Regions from separate parts of the Mus musculus genome. Here region 2 is linked to region 1. Evidence: chromatin contacts called from public promoter capture Hi-C data. All regions are on one chromosome and are shown on one strand. Each heading gives the region's core, a stretch centred on a gene start, on an enhancer-like site or on the middle of the called end of the contact. The rest is flanking DNA. Distances are from core to core; before and after follow the strand shown.

Region 1 (6,429 bases), core at 1,304-3,803:
CCCGGTACTTTTATTTTTAATTCTTGCTGCTCTTCAAGAGGACCCGAGTTCAGTTCCTAGAACCCTCATAAGGCAGCTCACAGCTTTATGTGACTCTAGGTCTAGGGCATCCAGTTCTTCTGGCCTCTGTGGGCACCTGCATTTGGGTGCACATACCCACATGCAGATACAAACTAGACATAAGTTTTTAATGTTTTAGTTTGAAAATGCAAGAGGAAATAAATGGAGGTGGGAATGTTTGGAGAGGTATGCAGCAGGGAGTCAGAAGAGAGGCTAGAGGAGGAGGGGAGGGGAGGGGCAATTAAAACTGTCAATGAAATGCTTTAGAGAAGTCTGCTAGTTTGTAAGCTAATTTTAAAAAGTGATGAGACAGCCAGGTAGTGGTGGTGCACGCCTTTAATCCCAGCACTTAGGAGATAGAGGCAGGCAGATCTCTGAATGTGAGGCCAGCCTGGTCTACAGAATGAGTTCCAGGCCAGGCAGGGTTACACAGAGAAACTCTGTCTTAAAAACAAACAACAACAAATAGACATGTACATAGTATTCAGTCCTCTGACTTGCACTGCTAGAAGGTCCTTCCAAGGCAACTCACCTACTGCCAAAGATGACAGCTGACACACGAGAGCCAAACAAGTGGACTCAATATCAAAGCACTAGCAAGACACATAGGGTTCTTCTTACATGTATGTTTCACTGAGAAACATGCATAAAGCTAATCAAACAAGTATTATGGACGGTTTCAGAGTTACATGACCATAGATTCACATTAATGTGGCCGGTGGAAAAATGTGATACAATAGATTACAGCACAGGATAACTGGACCTGGCTGTCAGAACTCTTTGTCCCTTGGTGCACCCTGCACTCTTCTGTACCGAGTGCTTTCCACAAGCAGTTTCTCAAAGTTCAGCCTCCCAGGACAACTTTAGGTCAGAAGGATTTCTCAGACTACTTACCCAAAATGCAGCTTCCTATGCATCACTGCAGAGCTAGTGAATTCAAATTGGTAAAGCAATCGCCTAGAAACAGAAACAGCTAACTATCCTTGGTATTTCCAATGCATATTAAAAAGTGAGATTTGGGCTGGAGAGATGGCTCAGCAGTTAAGAGCACTGACTGCTCTTCCGAAGGTCCTGAGTTCAAATCCCAGCAACCACATGGTGGCTCACAACCATCTGTAACAAGATCTGGTGCCCTCTTCTGGAGTGTCTGAAGACAGCTACAGTGTACTTTCATTAAATAAATAAATAAATAAATAAATCTTTAAAAAAGTGAGATTTGCACCTAGCATTGGTTTAAAAAAATGACCCTGACATACAGAGTTGAAATGTTTTATGGGTTTACAATAGTTTTAAATTGTAAATAGTAAAAATCACTTATTTTTTTTAACCAAAATGTAAATAGGAAGAAGTTACAAATCACTCAGGATTTATGGTAAATAATGTGTGAATTGACACTGTTAAATGTAATACTGTATTCACCATTTGTGGAACTAAAAATTAATAATTTTATGTGTACAAGTGTTTTGTCTTCATGTATGTCTACATACCATATGTTTTGTTGAAGGAAGCCAGAAGGCCTTGAATCTCCTAACATTTAGTTACTAATGGCTGTGAGCAGGCACGTGAGTACTGGGAATTAAGGTCCTCTGGAAAAGCAGCCGATACTTTTAAATGTCGAGCCATCTCTCCAGTCCAAAATGTTTTGTATTTCATCAGGTTTATAGTTAACTTGGAATCTGGAATATGCATCTGGCTATGTTTGTTTGGATTACCCATAATGTACCCACCCGTCCCAATAGCATAGTAACCAGCATTCAACCCACCATCCACCAGACTGAGAAGTAAACCTTCTTTGGACATTACCTCCAATAGGGTAATGGCGCCAGTGAAATCTCTCTGCGAAAGTAGATCCTCTAGTTTTGGAATCTTCCTCCCTTTCTTCTTTCTTTTGTCAGTGTGCGGTGACTCCCCGCCCACAGCGGGTTTGGCCCTTGAAAGCATCTGTAAAACAAATAGCAAAGACTGTTCTATCAAAAGTCATTTTTAAACTGAGGGTAACAGCTCTCAGTCAGATCTACCCTTACCATCAGACCCTAGGAAGTCTATTCAGATTCTTTTTTTATTGTGCATTTTAGTAAAAGGACCATTACCTACTACTGAAGGGGAACCGAATAGCTACTTCCAACAACTTTATCCATAAGAGACAAACAAACACTCACGCAGCTTCTACTACCTAGGTCTTCCAAGATTCTTTTTTCCAGTTCACAGTCTAGTATCGGGAAATGAAGAAGCAGGAGGGAAGAGAGCATCGAGGTACATAGATTTCTTCGCATCCCTCCCTATTCCCGGTGGAAACACTGGAGGGATAAAGGGATCGCCCTCTAGAGACGCACCTAGATTCTATCCAACAGTGCGTTGAGAACTCTAAACCCAGGTACAAACCTATTCAAAATCCCCCACCCTTACTATTCAGAGCCACTAACCATCTTGGCGTCGGTCCTGTGAGCCCCCGCTGCAGATAGTCTGCAAAGGCTGTGCTTCGGCGAGTTGCCACATCCACACAGCGAGCTCCGTTTCCACGGCAACGCCGCCGGGAGGCTGGTCCTTCTGAGAAAGGGCTCGTCCCAAAACCAATGTCCTAAGCTTCTTGGTTCCGTGTGTTTCCGCAGCTGGAAGAGTAGGTGCTTCTCTCAAGGGAGTTAATCCTTGTTGTTTGTGCTGAGGATGAAAATGGGGCTGTGTCTCTACTTAGGAAAGCAGTTTAAGAAAAGGCGATTTAGAAGTACTATTACAACTAGGAAGTATATTTCAAAAGCAAGTTTCTTGGGAAGGTAATTTTCAAGGACCACTTCCGTTTTGCCTGGGGTGAGGACGACAACAGCTCCGCTTGTCTCGTACATTGTCTCTGTTTTCTGCTCGTTTCTGCTGGTACCTGCTGAAGCAAAGGATAGTTTGGAGGCAGAAGTGATACCAAAATATTTCCTCGAGACAATGTTAATCCCAAAGATGGGAGGAGAAAGACCACCACCCCAAATCATCATGACCAAATTAATTAAAGCAAGCTTTTTTATTCGTGTACACGGACTGCTTCTCTCTAAGGCCAGTTTGGAGAGATCAGCATTGGATGTGAGGAAGACAAGGTTTTTATAGATCATGGGGGTTGCGGGGGTGAAATGGGGAAAATAGGAGGGAGAGGTGTTATAAGAGCAGAATATAACAATAACAAGTTAGTCCTAACTACCTCCTGAAACAGTCATGGTTGCAAGGTGGGCATAACAACAGATAGCCATAACAAGGTAGTTATAAAACCTTTTGAAACAAAGGTAGAGTTGCAAGATGGTTCTAAACAACTTTTAGAAACAATGTCATGATTTGGCATTCTTGGAACGGTCAGTACAGAACCATTTGTAGTTAAGGCTATAGGCGAGGCATAGCTCAATCTGAGAAACAAAAATTTAATCATAAGCAGGAATGAACCTAGTTTGTTTTTACTATAAGGTGACTTCTGTTTGTTTTGTTTTTGCTTTGCTTTGCTTTTTGTTTTATTTTTCAAGATAGGATTTCCCTGTGTAACAGCTCTGGCTATCCTGGAACTCTCTTTGTAGATCAGGCTGGCTGGAACCCACAGAGATCTGCCTGACTCTGCCTCCCAAGTGCTCATGTTAAAGGCATGTGCCACCACACCCAGCTATAAATGGGCTTTTAAAGTCTAGGATGGAAGCAGGCTGGTTCTTCAACACACCTATACACAATTAGAAACTATAAAAATGTGTGTACAATTAAAGCAAGAATGGAGTATTTACTCCAGAGCAGCGTTAATTTAGTTGCAATATATACATATATATATACACATACATATATATATATACACACATACACACACACACATATATATATATATATTTTTTTTTTTTTGCTTTGTTTTTCGAGACAGGGTTTCTCTGTATAGCCCTGGCTATCTTGGAACTCACTTTGTAGACCAGGCTGGCCTCGAACTCAGAAATCTGTCTGCCTCTGCCTCCCGAGTGCTGGGATTAAAGGCGTGCGCCACCATGCCCGGCTGCAAAAAATATTTTCAAATGATGGAATTGTGGAATGTTGGAGCTAGAAGAGACCTTAGAGGGCATGCATGCAGTCAAACTTTCAGAGCAGATCCACTAAAGGCCTAAAATCTTAACAACTTGTACTTATATATACTATAAATGTATGAAAAGCGTTGCATAGACTTCTCCAGCCTTTGCATCTCTTCTCACATTTGCAATCTGTTGGTGAGTGAATGACTTTTGTCTTTATATATACACGCTTGTATATACACAAATTGGTATGCAGAGGCAAATATATCCACTTTAGAGAGGCACAATTCAACAAGCACTCCACTCCACTTAAAATTCCTTTGTTTCCAAATCTCAGAAATGGTCCTACTTTCAATAAAAATTTCAAAAAGATTTATTTTAGCTACTTTTTGTGGTGTGATATAGATGACAGATCCTTTAGTTGAAATAGTCAAATAATTACAAAATAATCTTTTAAAAGTACAACTCAGTAGACTTTAGTGTACCCTTTACCAGTCTTAAATCCCAAATCATCCCAGGAAGAAACCTTACAATGGTGCTGGAGAGATGGCTCTGTCATTAAAAGCACTGGCTGCTCTTCCAGAGATTCTGAGGTCAATTCGCAGCAACTATACAGTAGCTCACAACCATCTATAATGTAATCTGATGCCCTATTCTGATATGCAGGGTACATGCAGGTAAAGCACTCATATACATAAATAAATCTTTCTTTTAAAAATCAAAGAAGGGCTGGCGAGATGGCTCAGTGGTTAAGAGCACCGACTGCTCTCCCGAAGGTCCCGAGTTCAAATCCCAGCAACCACATGGTGGCTCACAACCATCCGTAATGAAATCCGATGCCCTCTTCTGGAGTATCTGAGGACAGCTACAGTGTACTTATATATAATAAATAAATAAATCTTAAAAAAAAAAAAAGAAAATCACTAAAGTAGAATGATCTTATAAAAAAAAAAAAAATCAAAGAAACCCTACAATGCACAGCAGAATTCATCATTTTGCATCCTCTAGCCTCTGTCAACCACGCATCTGTTTTCTGTCCCTGTTTATTTGACTATGCTGAACATTTCATAGAAATAAAACCATACAAAGAAGAACCATGTTTCAGATCTCCAAATACTGAAAAATTCAAAATCAACCCAGCAAAATTATTAGCTAAAATGTTTTATCATGCTTCTTATCCCCTCCCTTCCCGCCTTTTCTCCACGTCTCCACGTGGCCATGGTCGGCCCTCATCTACCTTCTCTCTTTCTCTCTGCCTTTCTACATTAAAGTTCTTTAAAAAAAGTTTTATCATTCTACCTGACAAATACAACAAAATGTAAAAGTTTGGGCCCCAATTTAGAAATATTGGAATTCTTTGGTGGGTGTGGCAGAGCACAAAGATCTAACCCCAATTCTCAGCCTTTAACCCTTCTCACCCCAAACTGTAACCTGCTCTAAAAGGGCTTTGTGCATCACTGTGAACCCTCGAGGGACCAACAAATTCAAGCTCTAGGCACCCATTTATCCTAGACTTTGTTAGACTCTCACCCTTTAGGGTTTTTCAGACCCAGTGCAGAGCCCTACTCAAGCATGCAGACTAGACAATGGATGGGTAGAGATTCAGTATTCTAAGCATCATGGTATAAAGGAAGGAGTACAAGAACTCAGCCCTGTAGAGTCTAAGGAGTTTTGCAAACAGTGACAGTAGAACCCAAAGCAGAGGCTTCCCTTACTATGGTCTAAAGTCCGTGTTACTGATAGCACTCTATGCCACCCTGTTGAATTTACTAAATCAGCTGAAATGATCCCTGATTTCCTAAAGGTTGTGGTATTCCTTTAAGTCTCTGCATCCTTGCAGAGGCTGTTTGAGACATGTTGTAATTATAATGGACAGAAGATGGCCCTAAATGTACTGGAGAAGTTATTTTAAACAACAACAGCTCTAAGGAGCCCACCTGGTGTTATAAAACGTGACAACATCAGCACAGGAAAGCTTTTACTGGGGTGAAAGACAAAGTTAGGGCTTGCAGCTTTATTATGGTTGGGAGAAAACTGTAGTCTCTAAGGAGCTGTGATAACGTTGCCCAAAACCATTGCAGTATCCAGTTAAAGCCAGTACGAGTATATCTGTAAGATGTAATCTGCATCCCATGAAATCAGACTTTGATTGTTTAAATGGTAATCTAAATTGTTTCTGCAAGGCGGTATTCTCTCTTTTTTCTAGATTATATATATATATATATATATATATATATATATATATATATATATATATATATATGAGTACAATGTAGCTGTGAACTCATACATACTAGAAGAAGGCATTAATCCCTTACAGATAGTTGTGAGCCACCGTGTGATTGCTGGGAATTGA
Region 2 (6,429 bases), core at 2,102-4,601, 100 kb before region 1:
ATTGGATTCTAGGGCTCTAATTTAGGTTTATAAGGCAAGTGCTTTTATCCACAGAAACATTTTGCAGATCTAGACATTTGTTTTTTATTTTTACTAAGGAAATACCCATTTCTGTGTACACAAGGAAGAACACTATCCGATCAGCTCATCTGATGTAGTTTTACACACAGACAATAAGAACAAGAGGAGCTAACCTAAGCTCCCTGCATAGCTCCCCATAGAAGAATACCAACCTAGACTGGGAGAGTATCTCAGGACTGTTTCCAAAGTCATCAGTGAAAACAATATAACAAAACAAAGGGTGGTAACAGAGAGATGACCTAAAAGTAGACTTAAGTCTTACCTATGTCAATCAGCACTTTAGTAAAAATCTTTCTTTCTTTTTCTTTAAAGAATTATTTATTTAATGCATATGACTACACTGTAGATGTGTGTGTGTGTGTGTATATATATATACATACACACATATACATACACACCAAAAGAGGGTACTACATTACCAAACAAAACTATTAACAGCTTTATTCAATAATGTATTTCATGAAAAGTTTTATATGGTTTCTTTGTATTTAGAATTTTAGCAAATCAATAGTTTATGTTACTTTAAGATAAAAGGTTGAAACCAGGCTTTGGTGGCACATGCCCTTAAGCCCAGCCCTAGGGAGGCAGATGTAGGCAGATCTCTGAGTTTGGGGTCAGTCTGGTTCACACAGAGAATTTCAGAGTAGCTAGGGCTACAAAGCAAAACCCTGCCTTGAATAAACAAAACAAAACAAAAGATGGTAGGTTGATAGCCAAGTTATTCTCTTAAAATTACTCCAGCCAGGCATGGTGGTGACTTCCAGTACAAGGCAAACAGATCTTTGTGAGTTCAAGGTCAGTTTGATCTCATAGACCCAGCTAACTTTGAACTCACAGAGATTCCTGCCTCTGTTTCTAGGTTATGAGCCACGATGTGGTTGCTGGGAACTGAACTCAGTACTCTTGGAAGAGCAGTCAGTGCTCTTAAGCATTGAGCCATCTCTCCAGTTCCATCTTTGTTTCTTACAGCCGTACATGAATAAGAACAAATGGAGAGATCTGGGATCAGGGTCTACTCACGGAGCAGAAGTAAGATGATTATGCACACTCCGGCTTTCCTTAAAAAGCATTCTGGAAACATTAAAAGACAACATTATTTTTACAGTAACATGGTATTGCTTCACTTTCTGTTTTTGCTTTACATAACCTCTCAGACTAGAGGCGTGCACCACCATGTAGAGTGACTGCATTTCTTAAGATTGGTTTTTACTATACAGCCCAAGCTGGAACTCTCTCCTAGGCTGGCTTCAAACCTGCAAGCCCTCTGTATCATTCTCACTAGTTCTGTTACTAGTGTGTGCCACCATAGCAAGCTCTGCTCTAAATCCAGCATGGAGTTTCCCTCTATGCATTAAAAGCCCCTCAAATTTATAACCATCATCCCACAAACTTTTTTCCTATTACTAAACTCAGAGCAAAAACAGGAAAAGAAATTGATTTAAAAACAAAATAGAATCTTTATACTTATTTCTATTTCCATAAAACATGTTTTGTTAAGTGGTGATAATCTACTACTACTACTACTACTACTACTACTACTACTACTACTACACACACACACACACACACACACACACACACACACACACGCACGCGCGAGCATACATGTAGTTGTTTACTGAAATGGGGATCTCTCAATGTAGCCCTGGTCTATAATACTATATATTAATAGAATGTTGAACATGTAAGTTCTTACTTTAAATAATTTTTTGAGATTATACCCCTCCGTTCCCTTTCCTCCATCCAAATCTTCCCATGTACCGCCCCCCCCAAAATGTAATTTCTTAGCAAAATCAATGTAGTGTATTTTTGTGCAAATCTATATTTAATAAAATTGACAACAAGACAAAACCATCGAAATCCCAGCAAAGCACATGTCTTACCTTGCCTGCATCCAGCCCTTAGGCCACAGTGGCTTCACCTCCGTCTCCATGAAGGATTTAAGATAATCCTCAGCAGACTGGCTTTTATTTGGCTCTAATTCATAGCATCCCAATTTGATCTCAACAAGGTTACATAACAAAGTTCTAAATAGATTAAAAAAATATATATTGATACAGAAATCTGAATTGTGAAACTAAAGAAAATAAAACTCAAAACAGGTATTTTTGAAGCACACACATCTGGTGACAATAAAGAATTCAGACAATGATAAGAGAAATAATAAACATTAACCATTCATTGCACACAGTCACACCCCTACCAGTAAACAATGGCCTCTAGTACCTTTCTTTAAGTAATGACTGAAAGGAATAGTTGTTTTCCTGGGGTACAGCAAGCAGTTCACACAAGTATATTTATTACATGCTTGTCCTCTGCAACTAGAATGGCTCCACTCCCCTCAAGAGCTGACTGAATGTGTTATATAGAAACTGAGCCCTAACACCCTGAAGTGACTGCATCAGATTAATATCCATGAGTTTGTTTTCTTACACACTAACTAGTCTTTGACTGCTTCCAGTCTAGTCCCCTTGTGCTGTGGATTCTTCTCACTCTACCCTTGTCTAAGTGACAACTGACAGAGCTCACCTGATGGTGTCATCCCAGTGGAATTTCTTTCGTGGGCCGATGACTCGCTTCCCTGGTTTCTCATCGTCATCATCATCGGATCCATTTTTTTCCCGTTCTTCATCTGCTTGCAACCTGAAAATTGAAAAACACTTTATAAAGCAAAGTTTTCACCCAGAGTTCACAATACTTAGAGTTGTTCAGCCAAATGTTTACTCAAAACAGAACAAACAAGAAACTATTTCTACACAATATGGTGAATTCTGAACAGCATAAAGTGGCTGAGTAAACAAGCCTCTGACCTACAATACGGAGGTACAAATGCTCATCCTTTAGGTCAAAAGCTATCTCTGTCTAGCCCCAGCTTAGTCAGATTAGTCAGCATGTAATGCCTAACCAGTATCAGTGCCTGAGATAGCATTTCAGTATGAAGTGCAGGCTAGTCTGGAACCTGAATCACCCTGCTGAAACTTCCTAATTGCTATTACAAGCATGTCCCATCACGCTTGGCTGGGTTCTTGTTTTGTTAATATGGATATTAACCAGATAAAGCCCTGTGCTTCTGACAGCAAAGCAGTTGAGTGGGGAGTGACAATTAGGAAAAAAAATCAACACATCATTTCAGTGACATACATGGTTTCACAAGGGTGAGGACTACTTAAGAACATGAGCTAAAGTGTTTTTTGTAAAGCCAGCTCAAAGGAGAGGTACATACTTGGCACATTTGGCTTGACTGCGAGCCTGGCAGTCCTCCTGGTATTTAAACAGCTGTTCAGGCATGACGTTGCTAACTGCCAGCTTCAGCTTCTGTAGAGGTTCTCTTAAACGATCATCCTAGGAAGGGGATACATTTGGAACTTTTACAAACATCCTAACAAAACTTACTGTATAAGCAGACTTCAATAGTAAAATCACATTTCACATACTGATTAGAGACCTGAAAAGATTATCTAACACAGCTATTTTCTCCAACAGCACTGATTTGTCAAAAGGCACATTGGGCAGTGGTGGGGCACGCCTTTAATCCCAGCACTTGGGAGGCAGAGGCAGACAGATTTCTGAGTTCGAGGTGAGCCTGGTATACAGAGTGAGTTCCAGGACAGCCAGGGCTACACAGAGAAACCCTGTCTCAAAAAACCAAAAAGGCACATTGGAGGCAAAACTAGGATGATTGTATCTCACCAAGCAGAGTCCCAGTTTTTGCCTGCTACTTTACATTCTTAATCATGAGCCCAAGGCTTGGTCAATAAGTTTTACAAATTAATTGTAATGCAAATAAACTAGAGAATGGGAGAGACATTGCCCAGACTACTGTTTAACTCCTAGCTAGAAGAGAGACCCAAAGAAGACACTACTCTGAAATACTACACTACAAAACTGGTGACTACCGATGTGGACATCCTGCTGTCCCAGCTGCTGTTAGCATTTTTAAGTTATGCTGCAAGCAAAACTCAAATTCAAGGCCAAATGAAAGAAACAGAAACTCTTCTCCATATGGGTTTAGCACAGAAAGAAAGAATTTTATATCTGACACCTTACATCAGCCAATAGCATTTTCATCTTGCAAATAACATATACTTAGTGCTTAAAACCTTTATTATTGTCATAGGCCCAGAAATATCTTAAATGTTTCTTCACTGATTTTCTTTGCTTTTTTATAATGAGGACTGAACTCAGAGACTCAGGCATACTAAGTAAGTGAATCTTTACCTCTGAGTTGCACCCCAAGTCCTAAAACAACAAAACATTATAATTTTTGATAAAAGATATATTTAGAACATGAAAATGACTAGAAATCATGTTAACTATTCTATGATATCAATTAATAAACTAAGCATATAATGGTATCTGGAATAATATATCATTTTTTAAAAAAATCTCATCCTTTACTATCAAGGTTTCTTGAAGAATTATATAACTAAGACAACCTCTCTGGAAAATATCAAATATCCATAAACAGAAAACAGAAGCTAAATGAGATCTATTAATATAATAGAGAAGTTTATACACATCAGTAGCAATAGTTTTAGATGTAGACTTACAACTGAAGCATAGCACAGTGCTAGAAAGCAAGTTACAGAAAACAAGTTGTTTCTATTTATATGAAGCTCGAACAATGTAAAGCTTGCAATACAATGTTTATGGATAGAAGTGGTATGAAAAAGCTTATATAAATAGCAACAAGAACAAGATAGATGGTGTCTTTTTCCCATATCCAATGGAATATTAAATAACTTCAAATACCAAATTTCAAATGTTTCTCTGAAAATATTTTGTTTGTGTTTTTTGTTTCTTTTTCTTGCTGTTTTTATGATGGGGTTTTACTATGTAGCTCTGGTTGTCCTGAAAGTCATTATGTAGAATAGGTTGACCTCTTCCTCCAGAATGCTGGTATGTGAATGCAGCATTAAAGCTGGTGCTGGTGGTACCACTACAGCTGGCCAGAATATTTTATAATCTGGGGCTGAGGATGTAGGTCAGATTGAAGGTCTGCCTAACATGCATTAAGCCGTAGTTTTGATTCTTAGAAAAGCATAAAACCAGGTGAGGTGAGGCCAGTCATGGTTGTACATGATTTTAACCCAGTCTGATTTATATAGCCAGCGCTAGACCAGCCTGAGTTACATAGGAAGACCCTATCTCAAGAAAAGAAAAGAAAGACACATAGACCCAGATAGACCCAGAGTCTGCTCCCCTAACCCACATGGTAGCTAGCAACAACCTTGGCTTCCAATTTCAGGGAAGCCAACACTTTCTGCCCTCTGTGGGCACTATGAACATTCATGGTACACCAATTTACTACAGGTAGAATATTCATACAGGAGATAAAAATACACACTAACAAAAACAAGCAAAATGGTGAAGGCCTAAAGTCCCAGCAACCAAATGTAAACCCTGGGCTAGTTTAGGTCTTATGTCCTTTGCAAAAAGGAAAATAAAGTATCTTATACTATGCAAATGGTGTTTCTCAGGGCTGGGTATGGTGGTGCATAGCTTCAATCCCAGCACTGCTGCTGGGTCTCTGTGACTTCAAGGTCAGCCTGTTGTCTTGAGTGAGTTCCAGGCTAGCCAAAGCTTTGTAGTGAGACCATTTCAAAAAACAAAAACTAAAAAATGTTTCTACTTCTAGTTCTATTTTATCAGTTACTCATTTTTGTCATTTGAATTTTGGCTCTAACTGCCAATGTCTGAAGTTGCCAGCAAAAACACAAGATATGAGATAGTAATACAATTTCTTTATTCATTAACTTGCTTTGAACAAGAAAGAACTATAATTTCTCAACTCTCATCTTGCCATCCCTAAAGAAGGGGCTCTCAAAACCTTTTGTAACATCCCATGTTTATTAAAGATAGAACTATAAAGTATGTGCAAAGACTCTGAGCAAACATCTTTTTGCTTATTGGTTACAAAACCCAAGATGTAGAAATTACTCTTCCACTTACCTGAACATTAAGGTGTAACTTCTTTAGACGTTTTACCAGTGTTTCCTTATTGCATGGCACAAATGCTTCAAGATGGGAGTAGACACCACTACGAATGACAGGACCTAGTTCTTGTAGCTGTAACTCGATGCTGACCAAAACAAACAAACAAACAAAACAAAAAGCACACAAAAGTAAACAACACAGAATCCCTTTTACATAGCAGCATATAAGCTATAAAGGAGCCAGGTGGTGGTGGCACATACCTTTAGTCCTAGCAGTAGGGAGGCAGAGGCAGGCAGGTCACTGAGTTCAAGGCCAACCTAGTCTACAAAGCAAGTGCCAGGACTACACAGGGAAACCCTCTTTTGAAAATCAATCAATCAATCAATCAATCAATCAATCAATGGAAGAAAG

The links. Promoter capture Hi-C pulls out the DNA fragments that hold promoters and counts their contacts.
Region 2: a promoter capture Hi-C map of embryonic stem cells shows a contact between it and region 1, with 2.7 times the contacts expected there. The contact joins the enhancer-like site here to the promoter of Ttc26 in region 1. A contact is called at or near these places in 11 of 39 promoter capture datasets (the 3T3-L1 cell line, 3T3-L1-derived adipocytes, the C10 cell line and 7 more), 1 of 15 datasets of contacts at CTCF or cohesin (CD8 T cells), 5 of 484 Hi-C or Micro-C datasets (the G1E-ER4 cell line, embryonic fibroblasts, embryonic stem cells and 2 more), 3 of 115 datasets of contacts at active chromatin or transcription factors (embryonic stem cells and large pre-B cells) and 3 of 9 other capture datasets (adipose tissue, liver and pancreatic islet).

Annotation. Positions count from the first base shown.
Region 1 is chr6:38,377,648-38,384,076 of GRCm38.p6, reverse strand. Ttc26 (tetratricopeptide repeat domain 26) reads right to left here and starts at 2,553. Exons shown (of 18, transcript NM_153600.2): 1 at 2,484-2,553; 2 at 1,864-2,001. The coding sequence starts at 2,486.
Region 2 is chr6:38,478,798-38,485,226 of GRCm38.p6, reverse strand. Ubn2 (ubinuclein 2) reads right to left here. Exons shown (of 17, transcript NM_177185.4): 8 at 6,034-6,163; 9 at 3,305-3,423; 10 at 2,611-2,724; 11 at 1,965-2,108; 12 at 1,102-1,152. Among named protein-coding and RNA genes, the nearest start is that of Mir7670, 25 kb to the left of the region's middle. Within about 2 kb of position 3,351, at least 38 of the 459 cell types and tissues checked have an H3K27ac peak or open chromatin away from gene starts, as enhancers often do. A contact at or near this core is called in embryonic stem cells, liver and pancreatic islet, where this site is marked.